Linked DNA regions of Mus musculus: regions 2 and 3 are each linked to region 1. A link is a contact called in public Hi-C data. All regions are on one chromosome and are shown on one strand. The core of a region is the stretch at or near the end of the contact, and the rest is flanking DNA. Distances in the headings are between cores, read along the strand shown.

The links. A called contact is a pair of places that touch in the nucleus more often than the background predicts.
Region 2: a Hi-C map of cerebellum shows a contact between it and region 1, with 2.0 times the contacts expected there. The contact joins two enhancer-like sites. A contact is called at or near these places in 1 of 484 Hi-C or Micro-C datasets (cerebellum) and 1 of 115 datasets of contacts at active chromatin or transcription factors (cardiomyocytes).
Region 3: a contact with region 1 is called in a Hi-C map of cerebellum, with 2.2 times the contacts expected there. The contact joins two enhancer-like sites. A contact is called at or near these places in 2 of 484 Hi-C or Micro-C datasets (brain and cerebellum).

What each region holds. Positions count from the first base shown.
Region 1 is chr5:22,485,656-22,488,455 of GRCm38.p6, reverse strand. It overlaps Orc5 (origin recognition complex, subunit 5), which reads left to right. Exons shown (of 14, transcript NM_011959.3): 14 at 1,239-1,976. The coding sequence ends at 1,284. Among named protein-coding and RNA genes, the nearest start is that of Gm22887, 48 kb to the left of the region's middle. Within about 2 kb of position 1,410, at least 18 of the 459 cell types and tissues checked have an H3K27ac peak or open chromatin away from gene starts, as enhancers often do. A contact at or near this core is called in cerebellum, where this site is marked.
Region 2 is chr5:21,979,305-21,982,104 of GRCm38.p6, reverse strand. It overlaps Reln (reelin), which reads left to right. Exons shown (of 65, transcript NM_011261.2): 32 at 1,979-2,137; 33 at 2,340-2,528. Among named protein-coding and RNA genes, the nearest start is that of Slc26a5, 120 kb to the right of the region's middle. Within about 2 kb of position 1,359, at least 8 of the 459 cell types and tissues checked have an H3K27ac peak or open chromatin away from gene starts, as enhancers often do. A contact at or near this core is called in cerebellum, where this site is marked.
Region 3 is chr5:22,119,199-22,121,998 of GRCm38.p6, reverse strand. The region is part of intron 8 of Reln (reelin); the gene reads left to right. Among named protein-coding and RNA genes, the nearest start is that of Reln, 220 kb to the left of the region's middle. Within about 2 kb of position 1,373, at least 11 of the 459 cell types and tissues checked have an H3K27ac peak or open chromatin away from gene starts, as enhancers often do. A contact at or near this core is called in cerebellum, where this site is marked.

The DNA.
Region 1 (2,800 bases), core at 161-2,660:
GAGTTGTACAAATACACCTTTCCACTTCCTCATGGATGAGAAAGTCTAGCCTGCTATTTCTGGTTTCCCTCAAGACAATTCATAAGTCAGGTTACTAACTGTAAGGTATTTTAAGATCATTACTATAGGGACTTCACTGGCAGTAGGTTTGAGAGGTAAGTGAAAGGACCATGTTGTGACATTATAGCCACATTATAGCCTTGTGCCTGAGAGGACTTAATTGAAATGATCACTGTTTTGCTGCTTAGAAAGGTTCCGTATTTCTCAGGGAGGCACTTGTTATAGTAAATGTATTCTTCACTGTTGGGTATCTCGGTAGCCAGAGCATCTCACAAATGGAGCTATTTTTAAATGTGTTTCAAAATCTTTATAATTCCCTAGCCATATATTTAAAAAATATTTGGCTTGTCAGTCATTTGTGTAGAAACTTTTTTAGAAAGTATATAACAAAATGATAGACAAAAAGAATACTAATGATCGTTTAATAAGTAAGAATGTGCAATTAGTGACTTGAAAAGGCTGTTCTCAAGCGGATGATTATTCTTGCAGAACTGAATACTTAGGGCTTTAATTTTATACTTATTGCTAGATCATTATATCTAATTATTTTGAACATTTATTCAAATAATAAACCTCCAAGTCTGAATATTTATAGTGAAGAATGAGTTTGGAGAAAGGAAAATAATTATATGTCTCTTCCTCTGTTATTTTATAATGCCTGCCATCAGAGTATAAAAATATACATCTACATCGTCTGTTGTACCATATTCTTGGATCATACAGATTTAGTTGAAATGCGCATACAGGTCAGCCGCTGCTAAAAGACTGAAGATAATGAAAGCTACAAATGAGGACAGATGAGCTGTGCATGATGTGGTGATAAAACAGGTGTTTGGGAAGATAAACAATGTTCTGAAGCAAACAAGATTTAAATACTTCTGCATCTCTAATTACTTCATCCTGATTATTAGGCAGAAAGCAAGTAGTTTTCAAATAAAGTCTAAACTTTGTACCGTATAGTTCACACACAAAGTGTTGAGAGGCTCTGACTTTGTGTTTGTCTTAAGTACTTTATGAATGGCTCAAAACGGTTTAAAAGTTGTGTTTGTAAGTTACATTTAAAACAAAATGAGTTCTAGTGCATCTGACAGCATTGTCCAGTTGTAGTTTGCTTTGCAGTCATTCAGAGCTGAGCAGTCGAGACGGGAGGCTAACATGCTATCTGTTTTTGTTTCTAGGATGGTGAACTTTGACATAATAAAATACTTGTATGATTTCTTGTGAAAACAAGCCTCAAAGCCATATGGACACTGTGACAATGACTAAGCCAAGCTGTGTTCATCCAAATACTCAGCTGGCCGGGGAAAGGAGTTCTTTGGCTGGATTGGATTTGTCCAAACAGGTGCTGGCCCAGCATGGAATCCGATGAAAACCCTCTGATTGGTCTGGGTAGCTGTGAGCAGAAGACGGTTTACCAGGGGCCCAGGAGTATTTGGAAGCAACGTGTTAATTATAAACAGCAGGGTTTGAGCACAATCTGTTCTACTCTTAATGATGTTATCTTAACACTGAAATTGCCTGAAACCCATTTACTTAGGACTGTGTTTTGCTCTATGAACTATCCCCTGCGCTTTGAACGTGCCAGCAGCCCTTGTTTATTTGCCCAGCCTTTTCACTTCCTCTCCACAGGAGTCTCTGCTGGCTCTTGCCAAAGCAGATTTCCTAAGGCCACTATTTTAAAAGATCATAGTTGCTAAAGTATGTGCTGTGTATGTTTATCTTCTTACCTAGTTTTCTCAAAACCTGGCAGCTTGTTCATTGTGCACACAGCAGCTTCATGTCTAACTCTGCTTGCTAACCTGACAGTACTGGTCACTCCCAGTTCACCAACGTATTGTGTTCCTTCCTTCCATTTTTCTTTTGAGTTGATGAATTTTGAGAGCGCCACAATAAAATTCTTCCTCTTACATTAGCTGTGTTCTTTGGTTCTGACCACCTTACTTGTTCATATTTTCTAAATAGTTTCCTGTTACCACTGAATACTTGAAAACTGAATGGGTTTAAAGAGTTTAATTATAATTTAGTTTAAATTTTGGAGATATTTTACTCTTTCATTCCATTTTATGAAGAAAAATTCTCACAGTCAGCATTCCTAGGTACGAAGTCTTTTCATGTGGTGATTTTCTGACCCTTTCTTCTTCAAAAATAACAAGTTAATTTCTGTCTCTTAATTTGAGGTAAGGAATACAAAGAGGAATAAAATTGTGTTTTGTCTCCTGAGTAAAATGGGAACTTTACAGTCAGGAGGCCAGCACCACAGCCAGTGAGCATGTTTCTTCCTGCCCTTCACAGCATGTTTGGTGAAGACAGTGCCCAGGAAGAGCTGAGCACAGGACAGAATCACACTTGGGTTTCCACATGCAGAGCTCTGTGGAGAGGAGACAGGCCTGTAGGTTGCCGTTGGGAGCAGTGCCTCCTGGGATATGAGATTTTGGCTCCTACTGTTTTGCTACACAGGTGCTGAGTCATGGTTCAGGCTGAAGTGTGAGGTAGAAACTGACACCAGAAATTGGCAGCTGAGAAACTGAAGATAGGAAGAGAAGGGGGCAGAGTTTCTAGTGTCCACACCATTGCTCCTCAGGGCAGCTGGTTACCTGCCTCCTGTATAGCACATTTTCTGTCCTGAACCATATCACACCATATTACTAGCCCTGGAAATAGCTTCCCTCAACAATACTCTAATTACATTTTCCCTGCCCTATGTGGGCCTTCAGAAGTTTGCTGTTTTGTAATTTACTTT
Region 2 (2,800 bases), core at 110-2,609, 510 kb after region 1:
GGGTGCTGGGAATTGAACTCAGGACCTCTAGAAGAGTGGCCATTGCTCTTAACTGCTGAGCCATCTCTCCAGCCCTGAGTTCCTAAGGAGAGAAGCATCAATGAAGTTGTGAACATACTAAAACTACTGCAGATAGAGCACCTTTTCAGATGGTGCAGATGATCTGTATTTCCATGATGTTTCATTTGGAAAACTTCAGTCCCCCTTCTACAGTGGCCGCTCCTACTCATCTACCCTACCCCACCTCTTCTCTCCTTTCCCCTACCTCTCCCGTCTCCTTTCCATTTCTTCTCTGATGGAATATAAACTACATAAATTCAAATCAATAGCCACAGAAAATGAAATTTTTGAAGTGTCTACACTCTTCGACATCCAACATATTAGGACATATTTTGAATAAACACTGAGAACTACTGTGTAGTGCTTTTGCCAGACAGCACCCTGGGCAGACTCAGATGAAGGCTGGAACCCAGATTCGTTTCCTTCCTAAGGCTTCATGTGACTCTCGGCTCTCCTGCCGTGTGGCTGCCCCTCAGTCAGCAGCACCTCTAACTCTCCATCACTGTGGCTGGGTGCGGTCCAGCACACACCTGTTCTCTTCCTTCTCATTCTTTCTCTTCCTCTCAGAACTTGACAGATTCTGTTGTAAACATACAGGCTCTCTGAGAGTTCTAGCTTTTCATAGATTTGTCACTGTTCCTGGCACTGTTGCCTGTCAGGAGGAGCACCTGTAATGTCATGTACTGCCAATTGGCACTGAGCTACTTGCTCTTCAGCATAATATTTCTCAAAACTTTGTGCTAATTAAGTCTTTGTTATTTAATATTACAATGGATGGAGGCACTCTGGTTAGTCTATATATTTTTAAAGTCAAATATACCATATATGATTCATAATTTTTCAAGAGTTAAAATGTAATAAAAGATATAACAGATAAAACTTTATTGGGAATAATTTCTATAAATGCTTAAAAACTAGTGAATATTCAATACCAATTTACAAATAAGTATAGAATATGCCATTAGACAGATGCACTCTGCTTTCTCCCACAGATATATATTCATATATATACTCATATGTATATATACATATATAGATGGATATATCCATCTATATATAGGATATCTACATATATAGGACATCCATACACAGACACACACATATCCATATGTATATTTATGTATAATCCCATAACCTTACCCATAGCAGTTTTCTCCTTTGTTGATCATTAGCCTTCCCATTTGTCCCCTTTTAAATGACAACATTTCTAGAAGTAGCAGCAAGGGCGTGACATCCCTTGCACACAAATGTGCAGCTCCACAGATCTTGTCACCTTGTCACAGGGGTGGAGTTGAGGGAACAGATGGCTCAGGCACAAGGAGGGGTGGCACAGAGAATAGGAAAGAGAAGCGACATTGGAGAGACCTGAGTCTTGCTTTTTGGCTCTTGACTAATCTGGTCTTGTTCAGGTTTCACTAACCAAGGTCTGTCAGAGTATGAAGTATTGGTTAAAGGGTGCTCTGCCCAACAGACTTCCCGGCTAAGCACAACTCACTGCCTACTGCCTCAGCAGCAAGCAGCACACGCAGCTCCTCCCGTGCCAGAGAAATTAAGATATTTCTTAGGAGAATATAGTGATGACCTGAGACTTTGTGATGCTCAGGCTGGAGTCCACATTTCAAGTGCACGCACAGGAGCAGCTCCCTAACCAGCTCACTCATCACTCCTACAGAGCTGAGTGGTCTCTGAAGGAGCTTATGTAGTTCTTGTCTCCATTTACTGGGAGTGAGTGCATTAGAAACTGTCAGGAAATTGATGGGCCTTTGAGTCTACTAATTCATGCCTTGTAAGTTAGATGGATGAGTGTTCCCTCTCTGAGACACAGTCTGAAGTTGCTGCAGTTTTGCTGTTTAAAACAGACTGTTCCTTGCCTCTAAGAACGCTGTCTTAGTCATTGAATTTATGTCTTGTAACTCAGGGCTTGTTGTTCAGTATTCCAATGATAATGGGATACTTTGGCATTTGCTGAGAGAGTTGGATTTCATGTCATTCCTGGAGCCACAGATCATTTCCATTGACCTGCCCCGGGAAGCAAAGACACCTGCCACAGCTTTCCGGTGGTGGCAGCCGCAGCATGGTGAGTCACTGCTCTTTCCAACATTCCTGATGACTTTATTAAAAAAAAAAGATCACATAGCATCCATATCCAATGTGTAATATATAAGTGTGTTAATTTACTGTCAATTTCCAGACAATTTGATTTAAAATCATGGTCACGGAGATATTCCTATTGCTGTGTAATGAGCCTGCTCCAACTGCTGCTGTTCATTTGATTGCAGGGAAGCATTCGGCCCAGTGGGCTTTGGATGATGTCCTTATAGGAGTGAATGACAGCTCTCAAACTGGATTTCAAGATAAATTTGATGGCTCCATAGACTTGCAAGCCAACTGGTATCGAATCCAGGGAGGCCAAGTTGATATCGACTGCCTCTCTATGGACACTGCCCTTATATTCACTGAAAACATAGGTATATATTGCTGCCGTATAACAGAAAGATATTTGATTAACTGCAGGACTAAATTAACTAAAACTCAAAAGAAATTTTCTACTATAAAATTATGTGTTTAACTTCCTTTGCTGATGGAGGGTGCGGTGTGCATCGTCCTCCAAATGACCTGGGCACCTGGGCCTGACAGAACTTTGTTTCTTGGAACATGAGGAGGAGGAAGATGACTTACAGGCAGAGAAATGTGTCAGAGGACATTCCTGTATTTTGCATTTGCAGAGTTGAAAGTTTAT
Region 3 (2,800 bases), core at 124-2,623, 370 kb after region 1:
TTTTGTATTGGATGGTTGTGTGTCTGGAGGCCATTGTGTTTTATATTGGGGAGTTGTATATATGTGCTGTTATATTGGGAGGTTGTGAGTGTGTGAGTGTGTTTTATGTTAGAGGAATGTGAGTCTGTGTTTGTATTGCTTTTGGTTTGATTTAATAGTGTCAAAACATGGGGAATATCATCAGATCATAAATGCTTTATATTTAGATACTAGTATGTGGAAGAACTCAGGCCTGAGTTGCTTTCTGTACAACACATAGCAAAGTACCTTTGACATAAACAAGAGCTGCCTACTTTCTATGGCCATACTTTGAAAACTAGCAACCAGAACAATCCAACCTTTGAGGTGCTCCTAGCTCAACAGAAAGCTATGAAAAAAAGAAGAGAAATGTGGCTTCATATTTTTATTAAATAAAGAAATAAAATGCCACGTGTGTGAGAGATTACAGTTTGTATGGCGCAGGGAAGCTGTTCATTTCCCCCCTGAGCCCAATTCATAAACATCTTAATTACGCAGGACCTGATTCAGTAGGTAGATTTCCTCGGTTCTTTTAGAGCAGGGAATTGAGAGGGAGGAGCTGAGTCTTGGGTGCCTCTGTGTGAATTACTGCTCCTTTCCCGCACGAACTTACTGAAGTTATGTACTGTAGCTTAAATTAGAGTCTGTGCTTTGCCGGCTCTGCTCTCCGTGTGAAGTAAGACCTTGGAGAGGTGATTACCAAATAGGAAAACCTTGTCTGGAGCACGGTGATCTGTGTCCCAATAAAATCTCTCGGAAGCTGAGCTCAAAACAAATGTAAATAAAAGTTGGAATTTGGGGAATGTGTAATAGCAGAATTAATTTACTGCTTATGCTTTCTGAAGTTGAAGTTCAATACATGTTTTTATTATAAAATTCTCAGGTATAATATACATTAAAAATAATTTTATGACTTGATTTTTATACCTCTAAGGATATATGTTAACACATACAAATCTAAATATGTACATATAGAATACTTCTGTAGTACCTTAATTTAATGAATAACTGTGTGGAGCTGATTTTGGCCCTGGAAAGCCTGCTCTTTCATCACAGGAGTGGCCTGTGCTTTCGTATGGCAGATATAGCATAAAAGATGAGTTTAAATTAAATAAGTACAGAAAGATGAACGTCATCTAAATTCAAGTAAAGATTATGTCTTTTCTCCTGAAGAATTCACTTTGTCATTGATCTGATGGTCCTTACATAATAGACCTCAGCAGTTCATTCCTAGCCACGCCCTGCTATTGTTTACCACGCCCTGCTATTGTTTACCACGCCCTGCTAGTGTTTACCATGCCCTGCTAGTGTTTACCAGGGGGTTTCCTCATAGAGTGGGAGGTTGGTCATCAGTACTGACAGTGTCTCGCCAGCACTCTTTGTTGCTTAGATGATCACCAGGGACTGGCAGTGTCCATCTCTCTGTGTAAATGGGAACTAGATGCCCGGGAACTAGATTGAGCTTAACTCATAGCTGAGGAATGTGACTGAGTGGTGCGTCCATCATACATAGGATCCCACCCATTCTGCTGGCTGTGCCAGTGGAATAGGCTGAGGGAAATGAAGGGACAGTTCAGATCTTAATGGGAACCAGCGATCTCCCGTCCCCTGTTGATTAACCAAGGGACTTGATAGACAACCCTTCTATCACAGAGAAGCTCTTTGGGAAGTTTTCTATAACGGTGTACTGTACCCGTAATCACTTGAGAAAAACAAAATTTATGATGTGCCCCAGATTTTTTTTTAAATTATCAAATCAAATATATGTATCAGAAGATTAAATGCTACCCCTTAAATGATTACCAAATACTTTGGGCAAGAGGAGTTTCTTTGTGAAAACAAAGCAAGTTGGATGGTGCACAGCAACGATGTTTACATGACTCAGAGCAGAAGAAACTAAAAATGCATCCTAGCAGAGCATCCAGGAGAGAGGGAGGTCCAGGGAGGGAGACTGACAGAAGCAAGAGTGGCACCAGAGCTTAGTGCCAGCACCACCCTTAAAAGGCTTTTACCTTGCAGGCCATTCAGAGAGCTGAGACCAAGATCAAAGCCAAAAAAAAAAAAAAAAAAAGGCTGATGATATTCAAGGCAAGGCACATATCTGATCCCCCCAGAGTAAAGATTGGTACTTTGGGGGCAGGCACTTGAGCACTGAGGCATTGATTATACTGGTCCAGGGAAAAGAAGAAATTTGCAAACCTGATGTATTTTGCATTTCTTGTCCATGAGTTTCCTTATCACAGTCTCTGGCAAAAATCTCTTTTCCCCCATGGAGGGGAATTGGGAAAAAGTTGCTACTTGGAAAGGCTTGGGGGAGGTCACAGCATTTGTGACATATACAAATTGCAAATGAATCAATGTGCCTCTTCCTATGAGAGGTGGGGTGGTTACAATGAAGAAAATAGGGATAGGGCTGAAAGAGAGACAGGCACCAAAGGGGAGAACAGCTGTTCATTTCCTACCCTGTGGTCACTGTCCATCTGCTGTAAGCTGGAAGAGGTCCCCTAGCGAGGTTCTAACCAGGAAGGGGAATGAGATATGAATAGGTCAGACACCATCACATTTCTGTGCAATGAGCACAGATCCTGCTCCCTGACAGACTCAACCCCAAGCAGAAGTCATTGCTCCATGGTGTCTTCATTTTAAGAATAAACAGATACCAAACAGAAAATGAACCACTTGCTCTTAAAATATGGTTAAAAAAAATTTAAAAACAAAAACAAAAAAACATGGTTTTAATACCTACAGAATACTTCTGAGGGGTCATTAATTTGAATATTCT